Linked DNA regions of Gossypium hirsutum: region 1 is linked to region 2. A link is a contact called in public Hi-C data. All regions are on one chromosome and are shown on one strand. The core of a region is the stretch at or near the end of the contact, and the rest is flanking DNA. Distances in the headings are between cores, read along the strand shown.

Region 1 (5,534 bases), core at 306-2,805, 150 kb after region 2:
CAGTAAAAGGTTAAACAAGTTTTATAGGGGAAACATTACCATTCCCGTGGTGCTCAGCATTGAAAGAGTAAACTTCTGGTCAAAGTTGTAATCTTTTGTCAGGAGGTCTGCATAAACATATTTGGAAATAATTAGTCTATGAAAGCTAAAAGAAAATAACAGCAGGCTAATATGACAGACAAACAAGCAGCTACGATAAGTACTAACTAATAGTCATCAAAAGTTACAAATAGCAAGAGAAGTCCCCAACAGTCTCGGACCAAGAAAGGCAATTCATCACATCACTAACAGAAAAAGTAAAATCTATCTATTATCTTACTGAGGTAATGGTGCAAATGTTAATCCTCAGTGTACTAGTATAATAGTAATTAATTGTTTTGGTTATCTATCACAGAAATATATGCATTTTCTTTGGTTTATTAAGTGTTTGAAAAACCTAACTGCATTAATCTTTTCAATTCCTCTACCCAACCATTTTTTTTATGATAAGCAGCTTCCCAGCTTCATTACGCATCAAATCAGTTTGAGTTGCCAATAAAAAAATAACATCTGGTAAGATTATGACAAGTGCAAGCATACCAAACAGTATCGAAACATACAATACCGGACAAGAAAAAATAAAGGCACATGCAACTGATACCTTTGGCTTTTTTCCCCAGATCTACGAATGGTGCAGGTCCAGCCATCTTGATAGAAGGGCAATAAACCACAGCCTGAAATGCCATAAAGATATCATCATTACTTCAGCTCTGGAAACATTCTACTTGAGAGGAAATGAAAAGCAGGTGAATAAATTATAGAGCAAATGCATATGGGAAGATGATAAAACAATTTCTAGCTCAAAATTCATTTCACATGTCGTGTTTAGAAAAACCAAGCATTATTTTTATCCATGAAATCCAAACTTTTACTACTCAATTCTTCACAAGTATAATTTGCTTCCATATCCAAATGTAAATTTAGCTTTTTGCCAACAAAAAGCAAATGCCCAAATTATTAAAACAAGACACAGCTTTACAAGCACATTCAGGGCTGAAATGCTGTTAAAATAAACAAAGCAAGCAAGCAAGAAACCGAAAAGTTCCAAGAAACGAAGATAGTACGGCTCATATAAAAGACACAGAAATCAGACCGTAAGAACATAAGATTTCAATTAACACTCGCACCTAGATTGAGTACCAGAATCACTAAAACAATAACTTGAAGAATCAAAAAGGAAGAATGAACTTACAACAAAGATTTGAGAGAAGAGAGGATCAGCCACGAAACCGTGCAGCGGCTGCTACCAACACCGCTTTAGATTGTGTTTAATTGTTAAAACCAATTTTGTGTGTTGAAAATTTTTTGAAAGCGGAAGGGTCGAAGCGTGCAGACTCTCAATAGACGGTGAGGTTTTAGGTCAGTTTCTTAAAAAGCGTGATGCATCTTTGATTTGATTGGAGATTTTAGGTTCGATAGGCGTTGTGAGGTTAACATGTTATGGGCCTGTGACAGATTCTTTTGTCACCGTGCTGTGAGACTAAGAGCGAATATATCAAAATATTTCGTTATGCAAATGACGAGCTTGACCCAGGAAAAGATTTAAATAATCTTACTGTCGTAGAGTAAAGTTTTTCTCCTTAAATGAAATAAGAGTAAAATTAATCTAGAAATTCTATTGTACACATATGTGTTACAGAGTTAAAATTTTACTCTAATAAATCGTGTAGTAAAATGTAAGAACTTAACTTTAAATTCACTTAAGTTAGTTTTATTGTGACACACTACACTCAACTCAATCGTTGGATCCGATTATATGGCATTACATTATGTTGTCGAAGCAACTATACTAACTTTTATTTCATTTATCATTGTAACAAGAAATCAAAGAAATTAAATCTCATACATTTCCAACTATATTAAATAAAGTAACACTTGTAAACATGCATATTCATCAACTAATTGAGCATAGAAATTCTTCATCTAAAACCTTATAAATCAATTATCAACACATACGAAACCATAAAAATAGGTATTAAGTCTCAAGACTAAACCTAATTACATGTCATTAGTTATGACTATACATACAAAGTAATACAAACTTGACCGAGCTTAGATGAGCTATTAACCTTGGATGCTTTACAACTTCAATTGTCACATATCGAAATTGGGTTTAGAAGTTTTGAGGGTAATTTTGAAATTATGGCACGAAATGAGTTTGAAAATTCGGAATGTGGTAACCCGAAAATATCTTCGTCTATGACTTTAGAAAATTTGAACTAATTTATGAAAATAGTGTGAAATAGGCTTTAAATTTAAAAAGAGGGTTGTTTTGTAAAAGAGTTTAATTTAGGAGTAGTTTTAAAGCAATTATACCAAGTTTTAAAATCAACCCATATTTTCCCCTTTTCACCCTATTTTTGAGGTTAAAAAATAGTGAGAGAAAGCACCCTTCATCTTTTTCTTTTGTGTCGTTCATTAGGAAGAAAAAACCCCAAACCTTCATCCTTCAATTTCAATATTCAAAACTCCAATCCCTTTTCTATCATCTTCCTAGCATTAAAACACCCTTTGAAAACCAAGAAAAGCACAAAGAACACCTTTAATTTCCTTGTCATTCAACTTGTAGGTTTTCCGAATTTTCAATCAAACGCTTGTTTTCCCTTTAATCAAGGTAATGTTTCTTTTTCCTAATAGTTTCCTTATAAACTCTAGCTATTTAAATCGAGTTTTTATCTATTGAATCAAATGTTTTGTGTAAATGTCGAAATTTGGGACGTTAATAGTGAAATTCAGGATTTTGAATGAAATCAATGTTTCGAAGTATTTTCAACTTGTTTTAATGTGATTAGAAGGCTTCTAAACTCTCCTTAAAGTTTTGTTAAAAGTTTTTAAGGTTTTGCTAAGTTTTCATGAAAAATGACCATTATAGGTCGAAATTTTGGAACCATGATTTTGAGTAGTTTAGAGTGGTTTGAAGGTTGAGAATCATTCTTAGGTAAGTAATTAGATGATTGGAATCTATTTTAAGCAAAAGGAATGAGTAGGAATTGAGATTTTTGCGTTTCGACTATGCTAGTTGAAAATTTCAGTTTCAATAGGAACTAGCTTAGGCCTGCGTGTTTTGTTGCTTTAGGTGAGTCTATGGCTAAGTATTAATTGTGTTTACTGTATGATTTATTTTGCTGAAGATTCAAAATTGTTGGAGCCTTTGACGAGCAAGGCGAAAGGAAAGGAAAAGCTAGTTTAAGCTTTCGACGACTAGACGAAAGCTCGAACGGTGGGTGTTTGAAATTGCTGCTTGTAGACACGATTCATAGTATTAAATGGGAGCTTAGGAGTAGCCTAAACCCCTAATCAAATTTTTGAGTGTAATCTTTCTTATACCCCTCGTTTAATTTGCAAAATATGTGATTATGTGATATGAATTGAGTATTAAGTTGTGATAATGTGACATGTGATATATATTGTAATAGCTCTTGTGAATGTGTTGGTTGTGGGCATATTTAATATGCCAAATGACAGTGATGATGTTGTGTTAGCGATGTAAATATGCCGTGAAAATGTGCAGAAAACGGTAAGTAAATATATGTTTAATTGTGGATATTTTGGCCTTGTGATTTTTTGAGGCCGTTGGATATAGTTGGCATGCCATAGGATTTGTGAGTACTCACTTGTAACATCTCATTTTTTAGTGGTTGATAGCAAGATAAATTCATATTTTTAATATACTTATTTTTCCTGATTATCGAATAAAATGCTATTAAATTTGGATTTTTCTTATCAAGAATGAAGTTGGTGTGTTGAATTCAAACTCTTACAAAAAGGGGGCTAACTTGGAACAAAAAGCAAAAATGAGGGCTTAATTGAAAGATTGAAGATTCAAAAAGTGGCTGGATAAAAGTTGAAGGATTTTTTATATTGTTACAACTCTGTAATTAGTTTAAATTTAATCTCTAGTTTAAATTTAATTTTTAAATTTAGAATTATTTAGTGATAATATTTATAATTATTTAATAATAATATTTAGGAAAAATCTAGCTAAAATTTAGCACTAAAAGCATGTATAAATATCTAGTGCTACAGCTAATTGAACACACACTTGGCTTTAGGCTTTAATAAATTCTTTTTTTTTTCCTTTCCATTACCTGCGTCACTTTTCATTATGCCATTTTCAATTCTTTTTCTTTTGCTTTTAAAAGTTTAATTACCTTCCAAGGCCCTTTCCCTTTCCACTTTTCACAATTCCACTTGAACCATTTACTTTCAAGTATGATTCTTTCCATGATTAACTAAATTCTTTTTAGCCTTAGCCCGATTATCACTTCGACAAAGTAATCGTGAGATATGAACTCACACTAAATACTTTGCAACTCGATATTCGCTATCTCTTCAGTATATGGGATAGTACAAATTCGTCCCTCAAAGTTGATTCGATTTCAATTCAAAAAGCGCGCGTTGGGTTGGAACCATTTGGCGTACAGTTGGGAAGTTGAGTCGGCGGTACTGTATTCAAAATCCTGAGAAACAAATTGGTGTGTTCAATTGGAAAAAGCTAGTTGGATTCCTTTAAGGGAGATAGTGATCAAATTTAAACGACCCACACGGTTGAGGCCATTAATTCGAGTTGGGCTTTTCAGATAGCAAGGCTGTCAAAGTCTTAAATTACGGGTACGTGCCATGTGGTTGGAAATTCGACAAGGGTCAATTTGTAGGTGATATCGGGATCGCCTACGAGAGGAAGAGTTGGCGGTTTGAGGGACCCTCGACTGCTATAACCAGCTTATCGCTTGGAAGGAAAAATCTATTTCAAGAATCGATTCAAGATTGGAGTACACCGAGGCTAAGGCTAAGCTTAAAAATATTTTATTTACCCATTTATTTTATTTTCTTAAATTTATTCTTTTTACAATTTCGAATTTGTTTTATTTTATTTTATCACACTTCATATTTCCTTATTTTATTATCTTAATCAATTTAAACCCCCAATTTTAAATTTTTTTCAGCATTACTACGTATAGGTCGTGGGCACGACTGTGACTGCGACAGCGATTTTGGTCACTAAAAAAGGCGAAATTAGATAGTCAGTCCATGTGGATTCGACCCTATTGCTATATATTGCTATTACTATTATTTGTCATAGGAATTTATATTTGGTGGTTTCGACGCCCATCAAATTTTGGCACCGTTGTTGGGGAATGTTGAAAACTTCTAATTTTTGTTTGTTTTCTTTATGACCAGGTCAGAATTGGGGACTTTAGCATTTGAACCAAAAATAGAAAAATTGGTTCGAACACTTCGAACGGAAGCTATTCGGCACGTTAAACAACCACAACCTGACTTTAAAGAAGGATCTTACACTAAAGATATTTACTCATCTGAAGATTTAGAGGACATGGCAAATCAAACTATACACCAACTTTCGGATGCACCAAATGAACAACAACTGTTATGCATAACTTATCTGGTGGGCAAAATACCATTCGAGTTAAAGTCGGGATTAATACATTTATTGTCTACTTTTTACGGTTTGAAAAACAAGACCCCCTATACTC
Region 2 (5,294 bases), core at 2,337-4,836:
TGCATTTTCTACAACTCAGAGCCTATCTAGACCAGTCTTAACAAATAGCACTAGCTTACACGCATACATCAAGACAAATAGTTGCACTCGTAAGAACAAGCAGCTAAATGTAATTTCAAATGCCCAGAAAGCTTCAAAATAGCATTTTCAGGATTCAAACTGTAGAATAATGCACACCAACCGAACATTTTCATCAGAATTAAGAATAAACAGCCAGCCACCTCTTAATAAAATAAAACTTCTGGGCTAAGAGAATAGCAAAAGCTGCACCTTTCTAGATCCAATAAAGAAGTCCCTAAAACAGGGAGCTGCACAGTTAATATCTGTTATATTTTATCAATAATCCAGGCCTACTAATACCATCAACCAAAAAGGAAAACCATACAGTCCAGAAAAGTACCTAACAAATATCACTAAACAGAAGACCAAGAGAAATCTATATTTGTTCCATTGAAGTTCCTGCGAAACCTCCTTCAACTGTTAGTAGTACAACTGGATTCTAAAAATTAGGTTATCATCCATCTGTAATAAAGTTTAAATAAAAGCAGAGCTTACACAAGTCATGACCTGCATCATACCAAATGGATTTTAAGACGGGACACTCTTAATCTAAAATTCTGATCTAAAGGAGAATGTAACACCACAAACTTGAAAAGAATCATTAAGTATTCACTTCTTTTACTTCTTTCCTTTCAGTTCCCTCTCTAGGTGAACCTTTTATGGTCGTTAAATAGTTAGGGAACTAACCTCAGAATGAAAATACTGCTATCGTGATCAGTCTCATAAGCAAAAGAGAGTAAATAAGGGTAAAAGCTTAAAATTTAGAGTCTCCATAGGAAAAATAGTTTTTCAATCATCTCCCCTTAATCTAGCTGGACTCAACTACATCAGTCAGGTTCATAACACAAAATCATTTGAAAGAATATAAGCTAGGTTACACATTCCCATTGGCCCACTACAAATAAAAATTTAAACTTGCACTAAACCTAACAGTATCATTACTCTAGTTTCAACCATTACGACCTACTTATGTCTAGCAAAATTTAACCTGAGGCAGCAAGTTTTAACATATAAAGAAGGGGCTACAAATAAAAATAAGACATCCATTCCAGAAACAAAACCAATGTTCTGTAACAATATAGAAACGAGCAGTCATGCTTACATGGTTACAGTTCCGCAAGAATATAATGTGCTCCATGAGAGAGTCCAAAGTGCAAATAGATACAACAATTAAATTCACAAGCCGCCAGTAGAAATCAATGGTCAAGTCAACAACAAGAAACAGAAGCTTTGACAGAAGATGTTCTAGATTACAAACAGAATATCCAGTAATTCTACAAAAGTGAGCAAACGCATATCTCCTTGAAAAGAGAAAGGAATATTAAAAGAGAACAGAAATTTTGTATGGAAAAAACAATCTCATCAGAATTCAATTGCATGTATAAACCCCACTCTGATACCGATGATTTACCTCATAAAAATCTGTCTTACCCTCGGTAGCAGGCTTTAGACAGACCCCAGACAATGAAGTAGCTCCTTGCACTGAAAATTTTACATAACCAACAACTTCTAGTTCTTCATCAATGTCAGCAGAATCCAAAGGCATCCTTACCCTCAATTTGCCAGGAGTACCCTTCAGTGGAACCTCTGGCACATGCCACTTCAGTTCTCTCTCTGATCTGTTCAACACAGCTTTAGGTGAAACCTTTAACAATGTTGGATCAACGGGCAATTTCAGAACAAAAGTTACATCAGTCAATGGTGCTAGTAACTCCGGATTTGAAACATACTGTATCATCACAGAAAGTAATGTCCCACTAAGACGCTTGATCAACCTAACTCTCAGAGGCAATGGTGTCAACCTAGGTAACAAACTGTACTTCAAAATTGGTATAGGCTCCTCAGATGGGGGAGTTCTAACATGAAACATTCCATTTCCTAGGCTACTACACCGAGAACTCTGTATAACAAACCTCTTAACCGAACTAGTTCCTTCAACACGAAATGAAAACTCAGTATCCTTATCACCAGAAACTCTAGGAGGCATCGTTCTCAAGTAAACCACACCCATTAGTCCAACTCTAGCGAGCAATGATTCCCTAAACTCCGCACTGATCTCCTCCAAGATATACATTTCGGGACCTTTCATCTCAGTACTCTTCACCAAAAGATTCTCAAGAGACTTCCCTCCATCAGCACCAGCCGCAGCTGCAGTTGGAGCAGCACTATCCCCAGTTTGCAAAAGTTCAAGCCCACTAAGCCCTTCCTGTTTCTTAACCTTTTTATTTTCCAAAAATTCCGAAGCATCCAAGCCTCCACCCCAAGCATCAGTAAACCCTTCAAAAGCTTCTCCAAGAGTAGCCTGTTCACTGCCAAACTCAATTCCTCCGTACTTCCCCTCAAACCCTTCAACAGTAATGTCCGTAGATTGGGTTGCTTCAGCCGGGGGCAATGTAGTCACCTCTAACCCTGCCAACGCCAATGTTAAATCAGTAGCTGATGCATCCTTCGTCTTCTTAAACCCTCCGACTAAATCTTCTTGCTTATTTATGGCCTCACTGGCAGCAAATGGATCCTTCTCTGCTTCTGATTCCTCTGCTTTAATCATTTTCTCGTCTTGCTCAATTGTACTTTGAGGTACAATCGTTGAAACTTTCTGATCGCCAGCCGCTAGAGTTTCCGGAGGCAATTCGAAACTCGCATTGGAAAAGGCTTCAATGTTGGATTGGTGTTCGGTGGAGTGAAGTTCGACGGCAGGCCACGTGTCAGCACCACGTATCTTGGCTTCAGTGTCGAGTGCGGAATGGACCATCTTGGCAATCCCGTCGCCGTGCATATAGGAGAGCATGGCAGCGAGACGGATGTTGCTGACTCCACGTAGGACGATGTCGAGTGCCATGTAAACCTCGGCGTATTTTCGGGAGAGCTTTTCAGGGGTGACGTCGACGCCACGGCAGGCCGTCACGATGACACTAACGGCTTGGTTAACGATATTGATGCACTCAAATACGTTGATCGAATTGTCGTGATCGGCAGTAGTGATTCCGAGGACGTAAATGGAGTTTACAAGGCGGTAAACAACGCGATACTTACTTTCAACGCCGACGATTAGTTGGCCACTGGAGGCGGAAAGGGGGTCGTCGCCGATGGATTCAGTGGCAGCACTAGTTTCGGCAGTAGATGAGGAGGAAGAGGAGGAGGTAGCAGCGACGGAGGAAGGGGACTTGTTGGAGAAGGCAAGACGGGTCTGGCGGAAGGCGTGGAGAGCAATTAGAGCACGGGCAGGAGGGAACCATTCTCGGGTTTGGAGAAGGATGTCAGATCCGTTGGCTGGCTGGAGAGAGAGAGCCAAGCACGACATTTTTTGTTTTGTTTTCGAATTATGGATGATGTATCGATCTGGTAGGGCAGATCCACCAGGGCTATGGAATTACAGCCTTCAAATTGGATCCACGGAGGAGTTTTACTTTGGATCTCTGCGATTAGGTTTTGTTTGCAGAGAAAACAAGGAGAGGGGACTGACTTCACGGAGATGTTGAACTTGCAGTGGTATGGGTGTGATGGGCCCAAACCTCTCAAGAGGTTGTTGGGCTTTCTTCCAATTTACTCTCCTAAATACTTATATTAAGTTCAATCCCTCTAAAAACATCACTCCTCGTATATTAATTTTTATTTTAAATTTTACAATTTGTCCTTAAATTATTAACAAACTGAACAAATATATATCATGACCTAAAAACTCAACTATCTCCAAAAAAATCCATGTACTTTTTAATTATTGTGTGACTGAGAAAACTTATTAAGTTAGGTATTTTTTTCCAATCATATGGTAGTTCAAAAATACGTATGTTTTTTTGAGGGGATGCTTAATTTTTTTTTTATAGGTCGAGTCATGAATAAATTAGTTGGATATGATATATTTTACTAATTTTATCAGTAACTTAATAACAATTTGTAATGATGTCATAATTTGAATAAATTTTTAATGTATAAAGATAAATTTTGAGCAATTTTTAGTAGAAAGACTAAAAATGAACTTTACATAGTAGTATAAGGACTCACCGTAGACTTTGAGTATTTTATTTTAAGGTAAGCCATATAAATCATATATCTCTTATCAAATTTTTGAAGCAATGTGCAATTGTCGAATCCGTCGAAAATAAAATATATTTCAAAAAGAATAATTAATAGAAGCAATAAGTCAAATCCATAGAAATCGATGGGAATTTTATTCCTACAACTAAAACAAATAAAATAAAGAGGAATGGGGTTTTGTTTAAAAAAAACTTTAAAAATTAAAATTAAGAATTTAGAAAAAAAAAACAAAGAAAGCAATAATCAAAATTTTGGGAAAAGAAAACAATAAGATGAAACTCTAGTCAAAATAAATTCTTCATTTAATTCAAGGGTTTGATCATTGATGGAAAGATAAATTTCAATTTTTTTACACTACAACAAAACATGTTAAAGGTGACACATGACTTGAGACGCATCAGGGTTGCATCTTTTTAAATTGACTCGCATCAATATGTAGATGCACATAAGTAGCATCTCCTTAGGTAGGCATTGAAGAGACAGCACCACAGCGCGTCTCCTTAGGCCTAACTTAAGGAGATGTTTCTGTTGTGTCTCCTTGGAACTAACTAATGGAGACATTAGGTCGCGTCTCTCTGGATTACCTATGGAGACACTTTCTTGGGTCTCCTAGGTTGTTGATTGTAGAGACGCCAATCATCATCTCCGTAGGTCTCTAAATTTTTTTGCAAAACTTAAACACCCAAATGTTCCGTTCTTACTTTCTTTGTAAGTCTTTTGAATCTTGCTTTCTTTCTTCCAACGTTAGTCTCTCATTCTCCCTAATTTTCGCTTCCTTACGAATTCACGATCTTGGGGTAGAGACAATGGTATGTCCATCTTCACTATCTTGAAAATTTATCCATCCATATGATTTCAAATTCACTTACATCAAGTTTAATGGGGTTTTTTTATTTGCTTTTATGTATATTATCCCAAATATCCATTGCAAGAATGATTTTGTGATATAATTATTTCATATGTATGTATGCAAATAATGAATAAGTTTGATACTGAACATGCACCTTACATATTCGCTGAAATGGCTAAGTCGATGTATTGTTTATGATGTAGACATTGGACAAAAGTTGGATTGATGCTCCCAAATTTAGCATGGTTTACATGAATGGAATAGCTTCATTCATTGAATATGCCACCAAGAATAGCACAAACAACCAGAACATATATTTTCCATGCAAGAAGTGCTATAATAGATTTCT

The links. Hi-C and Micro-C count contacts between places; a contact is called where the count stands out from the background.
Region 1: a Hi-C map of hypocotyl shows a contact between it and region 2, with 2.0 times the contacts expected there. The contact joins the promoter of LOC107912814 here to the promoter of LOC107912852 in region 2. A contact is called at or near these places in 3 of 34 Hi-C or Micro-C datasets (callus, hypocotyl and leaf).

Annotation. Positions count from the first base shown.
Region 1 is chrD08:18,741,858-18,747,391 of Gossypium_hirsutum_v2.1, forward strand. It overlaps LOC107912814 (mitochondrial outer membrane protein porin 4), which reads right to left and starts at 1,556. Exons shown (of 7, transcript XM_016841157.2): 1 at 1,232-1,556; 2 at 641-713; 3 at 40-107. The coding sequence starts at 686.
Region 2 is chrD08:18,589,527-18,594,820 of Gossypium_hirsutum_v2.1, forward strand. It overlaps LOC107912852, which reads right to left and starts at 3,587. Exons shown (of 1, transcript XM_016841207.2): 1 at 1,107-3,587. The coding sequence starts at 3,361. The coding sequence ends at 1,430.